Regions from separate parts of the Manis pentadactyla genome. Here regions 1 and 3 are each linked to region 2. Evidence: chromatin contacts called from public Hi-C data. All regions are on one chromosome and are shown on one strand. Each heading gives the region's core, a stretch centred on a gene start, on an enhancer-like site or on the middle of the called end of the contact. The rest is flanking DNA. Distances are from core to core; before and after follow the strand shown.

Region 1 (4,352 bases), core at 1,298-3,797, 190 kb after region 2:
TATACCCTAATAATTGTCTATTTCCTAAGAACAAAGACATTCTCTCATATAACCACAGTCCAATTACAGAGTTCAGTAAATGTAACACAGACACAGAACCATTATCTAATACATAGTCATATGCAAAGTCAGCCAGCTGTCCCAATAATGTCTACTGTAGTAATTTCCTCTCCTTCTTCATTGTCTCTTGTCTCCTTTCGTCTAGATCCTCAGCCTTTGTCTTTCATGACACTGACATATTTGAAAAGTATAGGCCAATTATTTTAAGAATCTCTCTTAATGAATAAGTTCTAGAGAGCTGCTGTATAACACCATGCTTATAGTTAACAAAATACTGTACACTAAAAAATTTGTTAAGAGGGTAGACTGATGCCATGTTATCTGTTCTTACCATAAAATAGATCTTTTAATTTAGATTTTCCTGATGGTTCCTCACAATTAGATTTAAGATATTCATTTGGGGTGAGAATATCTCATAAATGGTATGTCCCTTTCAGTATATCTCATCAGGAAAGCCCTGACCCAAACCCTATGGTAAGTGGGACATATATTTGAAGAGGGGTCAGTACTGGATATAGAAATGCCAGGCGTCAATCTGAGAGGAATGTGTTTCTCCCTACCTAAAAACTTGCAACGATTTCCCTGTCACCACTATTCAAAGACCCAAACTCGCTAGCAAGGTGCTGAAGGCTTCTGGACCCTACCTTGCAGATTTGTCTCCAGCTGCTCTAGTCATGAAGAATGACTAGCAGCTTCCCCAAAACATGCAAAACTCTTCTGTATCTTGCGTCTTTTCCTCCCATGCCCTCTCCCCAGGTGAGTTCTTCCTTCTTGTTCAAACAAAATGTCCTCCAGGAAGTTTCCATGATTTCATCAGACTGAGAAGCTGCAATGATCTGACCAACTGTCTGCCTTTCTTGGATCTCCAAACGGGTAACAAATCTTTTTTGAATATCCACTGTGTGCCAGGCACTATGGTGGGTGCTTGGAATACTGTGATGAACAAAAAGGCATGCGTGACCCCTGACTCAAGGAGCTTGCAGAGGAGCACAGCAGCAATTAAGATGTTACAAATGTGTCACCACACACTTTTCAGTGCCTACTGGGCCCTGGCACCCAAAAGAACTCAATAAATGTTTGTCTGATGAATGAATGTGACTAGAGAAGAGACAGCACTGAAGGTCTGGGTGCCCTGGGATAGGATGGGTGAAATGGGTTACCTGGATGCCAACGGATAACCTGTTGATCCCTGCTGCCCCAAAAGCTGCCAGCCTGGGGCCTGAGGCCGAAGTGGGGTTGGCCTCCAATGTGACTTCCGAGTCTGCAGGCAGATGGGCTGCCTGGGCCACTGCCTCCAGGACAGCAGCCACAGTGTGGGGACTGGCCAGACTGGGGGTGCCCCCACCAAAGAACACAGATTCCACCCTGGGGAAAAGGGACAGAGATGAGACCGGGGAGAATCTCCCGGATGCCTGCACCTGTCCCATACACTCTCCCAAATAATTCCCAAGACCCCATAAATAACACCAATTCACAGCCTCCAGAACCCACCGCCGCACCCCGCTGAGCCGCAGCAGAGTCTGGGCCTCAGTCACCAGACAGCTCCGCAGGGCAGCCTCCTCCACGCCGCGGGGGATGTACTTGTTGAAGTTGCAGTAACTGCAGCGTTTCTCGCAGTACGGCCACTGGGGACAGGGGGTGTATGAGCGGGCCGACGGGTGACCCCGGGCGGCCCTGCCACTGCCAGCTTCAGTCCCACACCCCCCATTCCGAGGTCCGTCAACAGTCGCTACACCATCTAAGCCACAAACTATTCGCACTGGAAACATTATGCCCAAGTTCAGAAGGGAAATTACTTGGTCAGGGTCACCGAGGCTTCAGGTCTCCCTGTCAAGACATTTCCCTGTCAGAGCACCGCGCCCACTCCCAGACCTTGTGTGGGGGTGGGTGGGGAGGACGGCAGGTGGGTTCCCAGCGTGACAGGCGGCCACGTGGTTCCGGAGCGGCGCGCCCAAGCCCCTCGAGCTCCGCCCCCTCCCCACTCACGTGGACGTAAAGCGCCGCGCGCTGGCCACTGGGCTCCTGAGTCGGCGGACTTGCCGCTCCCTCCGCGCGGTGGCGCCTCCGGGCCATTTTAGCGGCTGTAGCGCAGCCGCGCGCGCAGGCCCCGGCAACCCCCATAGCGGTCACAGCGGCGGGGAGCGGCCTGCGGCGCGCGGCAGGACCCGAGCCCCGCGTTTGCGCCAGGCCTTGCTGGAAGGCGGGGCTGCTTCGGCGGAAGGAGGAGGGGCTGCGTGCCCGCGCCGCGGTCGACCACGCGACGGGAAGGTCCGGCCTTCGGTGTGCGGCGCCACCTGCTGGGCACCGATGAGCTCACCGCAGTCGCCAGTCTGTCCTTCCCTTGTTGGCCAGAAGGTATCCTGTCCGGGGCCGAGATCCCTGACCCATCCAGGGACTCTTATAGTTTGTTCAATCAGTTCCTTCACAGTTTATGTGCCTGGCTCAGAGCTGGGCGCTGGAGATATTTGGATGCCTAAGACCAGGTCACAGTACAGGTCGCAAACCAACAAGAGATGACAGGCCATAGATACTAATTCAGCACCTGATGGATACCAACCCAGCGTTCTCCCTGCTGTGAGGCTGGTCTGTTATAGGGCTGAGTCTGGGGAAAGAGCGGGCACTTGGGCTGGTTGTTGAAGGAACAGAAAATCCCAGGGATATAGGGTTTGGCCAAGAGAGTAGGCTGTCATCTTCTGGATCACCCACTGGGAGGCTGGTCAGATACCGTGTATGTGGGAGAAGCCGTGTGCAGGTGAAGGGCTGGGAAAACAGGCAATCGACGAAGTCTGATGAAGTGGAAATATCATGGGCTTTGGAGTCAGACAGCTGGGTTCTAATTGCAGCTGTGTGGCCTCAGGCAAGATTCGGAAACTGAGTTTCAGTTCACCGTTTGTGAAATGGGAGGTAATGACGACTTGATAGAGTTTTTGGAAAGATTTCAAGATAAAAGGTATATGAAAGCACCTTTCATAGTGGGGTACACTCAGAATACCCTAAATTCATGTTCATTTTCTAAAAAGTAAGGAGGAGGCTACTGCCAATGGGGCAGACACTGGGAGGTAAGGATTGCAAGCAGGAGGAGAGTTTCTGTCCCTGTGAAGTGAAACCCTATGTGCCTTTTGGAATCTTTTTTCTCTTGGTCAGGCTACAGCCTGCTTGATCTGCCCATCAGGGAAGCCCCAGATTCATCTATTAAAAGTAAATAGATAAAAATTGGATTGGTTGGGGGGATAGAGGAATAAGGGGTTGCAGGATGATAGCTAATGGGTATGGAGCTTCTTTTTAAGTGATGAAAATGTTTAACGTTGACTTTGGTGATGGTTGCACATATCTACGAATATACTAAAAACCATTGAATAGTACATTTTAAATGGGTGAATTGGATGGTATGTGAATTAGATCTTGATAAAGCTATTGTTTTTTTAAGAATACTTCCTGCTGGACTAATTTGACAACAATGTGAAAAAGAAATGAGTATAACCTAAAAAGAATTTGGGTTGGTAATTCCAAGGGATCAAATGATGATTAAATTAAATAGATAACACATGCCAAAGTGCTTAGCACCTTTGCTGAGAAAGAATAGGTCTGAAAGTACTTGCTTCCCTTTGGTCTCTTTCCTTCTCCATCCATACAAGGTGCTGAGAGGGGAGACCAGCCAAAGAAAACAGAGATGCTCTTTATGCCAAGTCACACGGACAGACAAAGGGAATGTGGGGGAAGGGCTGGGAGGGCCTGGAATGTGGGGAAGGGGCCCCCCACATTCTTCACAGATTTAGATGTTTTTCCATCTGCTCTCGGAGTTTGACTTTCTGAATCTAGGGGAAAGAGAAAGGAGTCAGAGCCAGGCTTGGGGCCTCTGCTGGCTAGGGTGACCAACCCTCTTGGTTTGCCTGGAACTTAAGAATTTCTTAGGTTAAAGGCAGGAAAATTCAGGGCAAACCAACAGTTGATTAGTTGATCGCCCTACTGCCAGCCTCTAGACATACTCTTTTGCCCATTGAGACATAGTTGGGCCCACCTGGCCTTCTGCACCCAGGCCACCCTGCCCCTCCCTAGCATCCACTTTACACACCTTTCCTGAGACTGTGAGGGGGTAGTTTGTGACAAACACGATGTATCGGGGAATCTTGAAGTGGGAGATCTGCAACCCAGGGGGAGATAGAGCATGAGGCTGGGTGAGACATGGGGTTGGGGGCAGGGACAGTGGCAAGGAGAAGGGATTGAAGAACTGGGAGACATCAGCTTGTGGTGGGTTTGAGGTTCCCACCTTCCCTTTGCAGAAAGCCTTGATC
Region 2 (4,833 bases), core at 316-2,815:
CAGCATCTTCAGTGACTGGGGGAGTGCCTGACAAACAGTGCATGCTGAATACACACAGTGGGTTAGATAATTCCCTAGAGACAAGAAAAGTATAGGTAAATGAAATAAAACACTAGCCATCAGATTGCCTCCAGTTATGGTCAAGGTTAAAGGTTTGGTTTGTGGACAAAGTTTTATTTTTTAGGTGAAGAGAATAAGCAGAAGATTGGAGTCAAAGATAAGTAGAAGATGGGTTTAAGAAGATACTAATATTCACTGATTCAGCAGTTACTATAGGGCACATGCTATAATCCTTTTAAAGAAAGGAAATTTGACAAACTTAAAAAGAGATCTCACAGACTAGCATGCAGTCACTACTAAATTTTTTTAACTGCTTGTTAAAGGGCCCAATTCCACTGCTATGCACATCAGTTTCAGATAGAATATCATGCTGGATATGAGAATTAAATTTAAATGGGGGACAAATAAAAATGTAAGGCCAAGCAGAGTTCCATTTTGCCATGAGGGTCAATTCAAGTGCACAGCCAGTTTATATTCAGCACCACCTGGTGTGCACTGAGTTCTGTGTGAATTACTGTATCATAATAAACAAACAGACATGGGGTGTCCTTAAACAGTAGCAAGGAAAATGCTTGCTGTGCAGACCCTGTGGCAGTCCCAAGAGAGGGAAATAAAAACTCCATGCCTAAATTTGTCCCTTCCCATTTCATCTCTTCTCTTTATTCAAGACTTCCTCCTTTCCACCTCAGGCTTATTTCCTTAATTCTCCTAACCCCATCTGCAAGGTTCCATTCTGTGTCATACTGGAAAATCTCTCTAGGCCCCCGGGGCTCAGCAAAACCGTAATACTGCCACCCCAGACTCTGAGCATTAGGTTGATTAGGCAAGGAGTTAGACAGAATGCTGTTTATATATACACCATAGCTCTCCCCAGAGCTGCTGGCATCAGGATCCGGATAATTCCACAGCTTCTTCTGTGTTTCTTTTTTCTTTACATGGCCTTTGTGAAGAGTAATTAATCATGATTTATAAGCAGTAATAAATTACAGTTTATAGACTCTAGGCACAATATATTTTTCCTGAAAGCCAAGTTAGAAGAAATCCCTATCTAAAATGAGATGTAAAACAACAGGAAATGAAATAAATATTCGAATTGAATGGTCCCAAGCACTGTCAAAAGAAGAAAGAACAGTGCAATCTATCTCTGCAATAATGAGCATATAATAGTAGGATCGTTTTCAGCCCATTTCCCCATCCTGCTGGGCAAGAGCTGGCTCAGATAAGGAAAAAGACACACTAGAGAGGAAAAAAACAACAATTATTTTTGATGCCTGGTAAACAGCCTGCGCCAGAGGATAAGCCTTTTCTGGCTCTTGAATATACTTTTTTTCTCTTTCCATGTGTCTGTCCTCATCTCTTGAAGCTGCGGGGTGGGGAGGTCTAAAAATAGTCCATGAATCACCGCAGATAATATCGTGCAGCAGTTACATAAACAGCCCGCCCGGGCGCCAGAGACCGAGGGTAGGAACGGAAAATATCTGGGTCAGGGTTGTCACTCTGAATTGAGTCCCCCGGAGCCGGCCTTCGGGAGGCGCGGCCCGGGAGGAGGCTTAGGCCTGCAGGCCGGGAGCAGCAGTGGAGGGGCGGGCGGCCCGCGCGGGGAAGTAGAAGTCCCGGGCCGGGCGCGGGAGGCGGCGCGAGCGGGCCGGGCGAGCTCTCTGCAATCTCCCCATGGCTGGGGGCGGGCAGCGGTGGTGGCGGCGCTGACTGGCCCGGGGTGGGACGGGCGGGGTGTTGGGGCCGAGGGGAAGATGAGCGCTCTCCTAGAGCAGAAGGAGCAGCAGGAGAGGCTGCGGGAGGCCGCGGCCTTGGGGGACATTCGGGAGGTGCAGAAACTGGTGGAGAGCGGGGTGGATGTGAACTCCCAAAATGAGGTCAACGGCTGGTAAGTGGGGAGCGGGGGAGGCCTAGGGTCAGAGCAGCCGACTCGAGGCCCGAGCGTGGAGCGGGCGACTGGCCTAGCGCTGTCCCCGGATGCCCGCTGAGGCGTGGCCTGGCTCCCAAAAAGGCCTCGGAGGTTGTGCGCTCTTGAGGCCAGCCCTGGCCCCTATGTATGCTTCGTGTGGTCAGGAGCGCGGCTTGCCCAAATTCCCGCCCACGTGGGCCTCCCCGGGCAGCGCCCACCCGAACCCTGGCGCGGCCCCCCTGCAGCCCCCTGGCTAACTTAGCCAGAACAGTGTTGGCGACGGTTGAATTCTCACGTTAATAAGGAGCTCAACCCCAGTTCGAGTATTGAATTACTTTGCCTCTGGAGAACACATCTGTGCGAAGCATAAAGTATAAGCAACTGCGTAAATATGAATCCTATAAACTAGCACGATTTATTTTCCCAAGACCAGAAAAAAAATCACTTGCATCACTATTCTGCTTGTCTGTCGTCTCACTGCAGCAGTGACTTGCGGCTGCCAACAACTGCCTGTTGAGGGAAGACTGATTCGTTTGTCCTATAGAATGTTTTGTTTTTACTTATTACAATTTCAAATACAGAATTTGATCCAAGGCTTTAGATGCCTACGTGCAATTGACTCCTTTCCAATTAAATAAGGAGTCGCATTTTAAGATGTGCTGGTGTTCAAATTTTTTAGTGTTAAGTTACTATATGTGATATTTCTCTGCTCTCATCACATTTACATTTAAATTTTTTATTTGATCCAGGTAATGCTTAACCAGCCTATTTTGTTAGCTTAGAGTTAAAGTGAGTTTGCAAGTGTTTTTTTTTTAAGTGGAAACACAATTTGGAACTGAAAGGGACGTGGGAGATAGATTCAACACTACAGAGTAACTTGCCCTAGGTCACATAACTATTCATATGACAGCTAGGACCACAACCATGGTTTCCTGTCTTACTCACAAATCTCTCTACCTCCTTACCCTAAAGAAAACAGCCTGGGTAGCTGCCCAGAAAGCCAGAAAACAGTAGATACTGCCTCTGTTTTATTTTGTTTTGTTTAAGATTGTTTGCAAACAAGCTTGCTGTTCTGTGTGTCCCTTCTCTGAGCGTTGCTCTGATTCACAAGCTGTGAATCACTGCTTTGGCACTGGGAGGCAGTGTTGTATAGAAGAATGAGCCGGGTCTTTGCTGCAGTTTCTGTTTCTGCTTAGCTATAGGACCTTGCCTAAGTCACTTAATGTAAGCATGTAAGGAGCATAATGTAAATAGTTATCAATTATTTAGCCTACTCTGTCACACAAAGGAGGTTCTAAGTTCTTAATATGTATTATCTCATTCACAGCTACTCAAGGACAGTAGCTATTGTTATTTTTCATTTTACAGGTGAGGAAACTGAGGCCCAGAAAGATTAAGTTATTTCCCCAAGGTCATAGAATTCATAGTAACTATGGAGCTGGTAAATGAACCCAGCATCTAATTTCAGACCTGTTTCCAACCACAATGCCTGTGGCATTGTAGTTGCTCAGCAAATGTAAGTTGAATTCAATATAACCTGAAGAGGCTTCTCATAGATTTAACTGGGGAAGATGTTTAATAGTCACCTCAAATTCAACATGTCCAAGGTTGAATTTCCGATGTCCCCTCACCCCTCTAACTCCCCCGTACCTGCTCCTCTGAGTCTTCCCTATCTCAGCATCTGAGGTGCTCAGACCAGAACCCCTGGTGCCCTCCTTGCCTCCTGTATTTCCCTGACACCCCATATTCAATCATTTGGCTGATTCTTCCAGCTCCACCTTCACCTATGGTCAGAACCTGACTACTTTTCACTAACTCTAGCACTACTACTCTGGTACAAGGCCACCATCACTCTGTCACCTGGATTATTGCAGTAGCCTCCTATCTAGTCTCCTTGCTTATTCCCTTATACCCTACAGTCTTTTCTCTGCACAGCAGCCAGAGGGACCCTGACTTGAAACATGAGTCGGATCATTCCACTGCTCAAAACTCTCTAATGGCTCCCATCTCACTTTGAGTAAAAGCCCACAGGGTCCAACAGCTTCTAGCTTCTACTCCCTCTCCCCACTATCCTCCCTCCTTACCTGCATGCCTCATATTGCTATTTGCCTCCTTGTTTCCTTCATTTTGCTTCCCTGGCCTCCTTGCCTTTCCTAGAACACCAGGCACAGTCCTGATTCAAGGGCTTTGTGTTTTCTTTCCCTCCATCTAGATGCTTTTGCTCCCACCCCTCCTTCAGGTCTTAGCTAGATGTCACCTCCCTGAGCCTTGCCTTGGCCCTCAATTTAAAATTGCACCATGCCCCTCCCCTGCATCTGCAATCCCCTAATCCCTTTCCTTGCTTTATTGTCCCTATAACACTTAATCACCACCTAGTGTGCTATTTGTTTTGCTTCTTTGCTGACTGCCTCAATTTCCTCCTCTGTAAAATGGGGGAAATACTGATTATAATACTTAACTCATGGATTGTTTTAGAGGATTAACTGAGTTAATATATGTAAAGCCTTTAGAACAATGTCCAGCATAAAGCATTATATTATCTGTGTTAACTGTTATTTTCTTATTATTAATCAGTATGTTGGAAAATGGGATACAAAGGTTACCCTCAAAAAACTTACTCTCTGGCACAGAAAAGCAGAATGGTTACTGCTTTCAGTTATTAGTTGGCTTAGTAATCAGAGTTTCAGCACCGATGCATGTTATCAGTGCCTCTAGTCTGAAATACTTCCCAGCACTAATAAGATATTCTGAGTGCAAATTCAATGCTTAAGGAGTTGAAGTTCAAAGATAGAGTTCCCACATCAATTGTAATTCAAGTGTCATGCATGCAAAGAAAAAGTATAATGACTCATGAAGAAGCTGAAAAT
Region 3 (4,428 bases), core at 1,012-3,511, 140 kb after region 2:
GCAGGGGCAGACCTGGAAGTCAGCACTGGTGGGGCCCCTTGTCTCCTCGCCCTTGACCCTGGTCTCCCCACTCCCTGATGCACACCCACCTTGTCCCGTATTCTCAGCAACACCGTGCGAAAGCCAACTCGGGTCAGGCCATCCTCCAGGGGGAAATAGGTGCCCCCCACAAAGGGCTGGAGGTTGGGAGTCAACCACACATTCATGGGCCAGCCCCCACCACTGCTGGTGGCCTAGCAGAGAAGGGGCAAGGGTGAGGGGAGTGGCCCTAGTGCAAGGGCAACCCCCGCCCCACCCCTCCATGGGAAGACCACTCACCTGCACAAAGGTCATGTACACCTTGTCCACATCAGGTCGCTCCTCCCGGTCCACCTTCACACAGACAAAATCCTCATTGAGCAGTTGGCCAATCTCCTCGTTCTGGAAGGACTCCTCCTCCATCATATGGCACCAGTGGCAGGTGGAGTATCCCACTAGAATGGGGCCATGGGGGGCCCAGTGGGCAGAGTGACTGACCACAAGGGAGGCCAGTCAAGGGGCCCAAACTGGACTGAAGAGACCCTGACCTCTAGTTTCCTGGGGGTCCCGGATCCAGAGGACCCTTCCCCTATCCCCTATCACTCCTCCGCCCTCTATCCCAGGGAAGGCAGGTGTCTTACCTGAAAGGAAAATTGGCTTGTTTTCATTCCTGGCTTTGTCAAAGGCTTCCTGTCCCCAGGGGTACCTAGGTCAGCAGGGTAGGGCATCACTTATAAGCCTAAGGGGAGGGAGAAGGGGCTGAGACCCAGCAGCCTGGAGGAGAGTGTCAGTTGGGGAGAGGTACTCACCAGTCCACAGGATTGTAGGCATGTTGCAGGAGGTATGGTGACTTCTCATTGATCAGGCGATTGGGGACCTTCTGAGGGGTGGACTGAGTGCATTTGGGTCGGCTTCCCTTCCCTCCAGCAGGCATGGGCACTGAACTACTGACTGTCACACTTCGGTCCTTGTCCCGGGAGGAGCTACGCCTGCATGGGCAGATGGGTCAGGCAAGGGGTCCCCACCCACCTACCACAGGGGCCTGCCCCACCCCACCCCACTCCAAGCACCCCTCCCAGAATCCGGCTCCCAGCCCCACCTACCTTTCTGAACCACGGGGGAGACCCTTGTGCCCCCCCTTGTGTTTTTTGGGGGCTGAAGAAATGTGGCTCATTGGGGCTCCCTGCCAGGTTAGCTTCCCCCAACCCCTCAGACCAGGTGGTGGCAAGGATAATGACTGTGAGGTCAGCATGAGTCACAGCGGGTAGAATGGTCCCACAGGCTCCATTCTGTCCCCCTAACAGGGCCCCTCCCCCCGGGGAGGTGCTTGGGATGTCTCCTTGGCATGACTGGGTGTGCCATCTGGGCAGGAAGGCTGCACACTGCTGGTGGCTGGACAGGGCAAGCATAGTTGGGTTTGGGACTGGCCCCGGTGAGGGGCAACAAGAGGAAAATCAACAATGGGGACTTCCTCACTCAACATCCACTCACTGGGCACTCCTGAGAAACCTTGTCCTGTGCCAGGACCCCAGGACCTGAGGACCCCCAGAGAATCAGAAACTGGCTCTGATAGGGGGCCCAGCGTAGGCGGGTGGTGCTGCAGAGCAGACCTAAATAATGGCAAACCCTTGCAGAAATAAGAACTGTGACATGCCAGCCCAGGGTACTGTTGGACAAGGACCCTTGGCCCAGCATTGTGGTTCAAGGAAGGCTTCCTGGAGGAGGTGTCGGAACAGAGTCCCCGGGGAGCTAGCCCTGCGGCTCCCCGAGGGGAGGTGGGGGGAAGGAGGGCATGGCTGCTTGGGTCAGGTCGCAGGAGCAGACTGGGGGTGCGGGGAGAACAGGCATGAGGAGGTGATCGGGCACGCATTGGGGACCAGCGCCGGGATGACCGGTCCCGGGGCCCCCCAGACACAGGGCGCGCCACAGCGGCCCACTCACCCACCCGTACCTGAGGCTCGCGAGGAGGCCCGGCCCCGGGTGGGGCAGCAGGAGGCCGAGGCACCGCCGGGCCCGCGCGCCCAGCCCGGCTGCTCGCGGCTGTGGGCCGAGACACCGCGTACACGACTGAGAGCCCGAGGCTGCGAGAGGCGGGCCCGAGCACCCACCGAGCCGCACGCAGGCGGGTCTTAGCCGAAACTCCCGGCGGCGAGGCTGGTCTCCGAGCGCCTCCCGGTGGCTGGATGCGGGATTGGAGATCCGACAGCCCGGGGTTGACAGGACCCAGGTCTGTGCACAAAATTGGGATGGCTCAGCTGAATCTCAACCAGCTGCCTGCGGAAGAATAACCCCCATGAGGAGAACGTGAAGGGCTGTGAGGATGCCAGGACCTCGGTATGCCAGTCTCAGCTCATTTTGTCCAACCCTTGCCCATTTTACAAATGGGAAATGAGGTGCAAGCAGAAGGCATGTCTTTTCCAGGCCCACCCACCAGTGAGTTTTGCTTTTGCCCATCCTCTTTATCTCAAGGTTCTGCTCAAATCCCACGCACTCCAAGAAGCCTTCCCTGAATAAAAATGATGAGCCAACTTTATGTCCTATCATGTACTTTACACCCTTGTCCCATTTGCTACATTCTGCCAATACATATTGAATGCCCACTGGCTGCCAGACACTCTGCTAGGTACAATGATGGGCAGAGAGAAACCAGACTCCTCCCCTTGTGTTGCTCACAGTCTGATGAGGGAGGCAGAAGCTAATCTGACAGCCATACAAATTAATGTACAACCACCCACTGTAATTAGTGGCATGACTAGGTATGACAAGAAACCTGGTCTGGTGGGAGAGGCAGTGGTGGTGGGGGTGGGGTGGGGGAGTGGGGAGTGGGTGGAGGCTTCCCTGAGGAAATCACCTGTGTGTAGCAGCCATTGAGGAACAAGAGGATGGAATCCAGACAGGGTGTGAGAAGAATGCTGGGGAAGCAGGAGGAACAGATGTGCAAAGGCCCTGTGGTGTGGCAATGAGTCAGTGCTGGGGAACTGCAGAGGGCCCACGTGGCTGCAGGACAGAGAACTAAGGAAGAGAGGTAGTAGATGAGGTTGTGAGGCTGGGGAGGAGGGTAGGTCTTGGAGGGACTTGTGAACTATGGAAAGGAGTTTTGGTTACTGATGAGAGCAGAAGAAAGATGTTGGAGGGTTTTAGTAAAGGGAGTGACCCTACATTTTACAAAGATCCCTCTGGCTTCCAGTGGAGAATGGACTTGAAAGGAGTAAGAGTGGAAGCAGGCATGGTCAGGAGGCCATAGCAGGCTCTGGGGGAGATGGTGGGGCCCTATACCAGGTGTAGGTGAAAATCAAGAGTAGATGGCCTCAAGGTCTGTAGAGGAGGAAACGTCAAAATCAGCAGTGAGGGAGAGGTAGGTACTAAGAGTGATTTGCAAAGTGGGACTTGTGCTGAGTGGTGAGGCCATTTTCAAGGAGGGGGTTGGGGAAAGGCTCAGGTGGAGGTGTTCATGAGATCATTCTTGGAATGTAGGTTTGAGATTCCCTTGAGACACATATGTGGAGATGACAAGGCTCTGGAATGCAATGGGGAGGTCATGGAAGGAACCAGGGGGCATCATCCAGGGAGACTGCAATGAGGAGAGAAGGGGGGCTCAGGCCCCCAGCCTGAGAAACTCAGGAGTGCACCTGTGAAAGACAGAGATGGAAGAGCCAGAAGGTCAAGGGAAAACCAGGAGAGGGCGATGACCCAGAGGCAAAGGGACAGAGATTTGCAAGGAGGGAGGATCCACATGGTCAGACTCCAGAGAAGCCGCTAGGATGGGAAAGCAAAAGGTACACTGGCTTTAGCAACATGGAGACCATTGGTAGGCTTGGCAGGTGCATTCAGTGAGGTGAGGCTGACAGAGAAGCTGGTTGGAGTGGGTTGAGGAGGGACGAGAAAGAAAGGGGATGCAGAGAGATAGGATGGGTGCTTGATGTGAGGGGAAATATGGAAACACTTTCAAGATGGGTGAGGCTATGACAATTATCAAGGGGAAGGACTTGGTTGAGAGAAGGCAATTGACAATATCAAGGAGAAAAGAGATATCTGAGAAGGTTGGGCGATGGGGTGACAGAAGGGTTGGCAGGCTGGAGGGTCTGGTGGGTACTCCCTGGAAGGGCTGAGATTAAGATCAGAGAACGGGAAGCCTGCCTTGAATGTGGAGGGACTGGGAATAAGACCCAAAGTGTGACCATGGGCGAAGGTAGCTGAGAGGTCAAGGGGTGGCAAGATCATCCTCTTGGATAATGGAATCATACAGGATTGAGCAAGATTTGAGGAAGAAGGCTGTGATCCAGGCTGGAAGCATGGCAAGAATGAGGTGGAGCACAGCGCCAGGTAGAGAGGAGGCAAGACAGCCTGTGGCTCCAGCCTCCAAGGAGAGTCTTACAGGAGGAAGATGCTCCAGAAGTAGCTACGGGGAAC

What was found. Hi-C and Micro-C count contacts between places; a contact is called where the count stands out from the background.
Region 1: a contact with region 2 is called in a Hi-C map of fibroblasts, with 5 times the contacts expected there. The contact joins the promoter of RSAD1 here to the promoter of ANKRD40 in region 2. A contact is called at or near these places in 2 of 3 Hi-C or Micro-C datasets (fibroblasts and skin fibroblasts).
Region 3: a Hi-C map of skin fibroblasts shows a contact between it and region 2, with 9 times the contacts expected there. The contact joins the promoter of SPATA20 here to the promoter of ANKRD40 in region 2. A contact is called at or near these places in 3 of 3 Hi-C or Micro-C datasets (blood, fibroblasts and skin fibroblasts).

The regions. Positions count from the first base shown.
Region 1 is chr4:165,228,299-165,232,650 of mManPen7.hap1, forward strand. It overlaps RSAD1 (radical S-adenosyl methionine domain containing 1), which reads right to left and starts at 2,548. Exons shown (of 10, transcript XM_036879607.2): 1 at 2,047-2,548; 2 at 1,552-1,685; 3 at 1,221-1,425. The coding sequence starts at 2,181. ACSF2 (acyl-CoA synthetase family member 2) reads right to left here. Exons shown (of 15, transcript XM_057501353.1): 13 at 4,328-4,352; 14 at 4,133-4,201; 15 at 3,717-3,875. The coding sequence ends at 3,825.
Region 2 is chr4:165,034,520-165,039,352 of mManPen7.hap1, forward strand. It overlaps ANKRD40 (ankyrin repeat domain 40), which reads left to right and starts at 1,566. Exons shown (of 5, transcript XM_036879548.2): 1 at 1,566-1,945. The coding sequence starts at 1,812.
Region 3 is chr4:165,174,409-165,178,836 of mManPen7.hap1, forward strand. SPATA20 (spermatogenesis associated 20) reads right to left here and starts at 2,262. Exons shown (of 16, transcript XM_036879847.2): 1 at 1,964-2,262; 2 at 828-1,007; 3 at 660-724; 4 at 319-473; 5 at 90-233. The coding sequence starts at 952.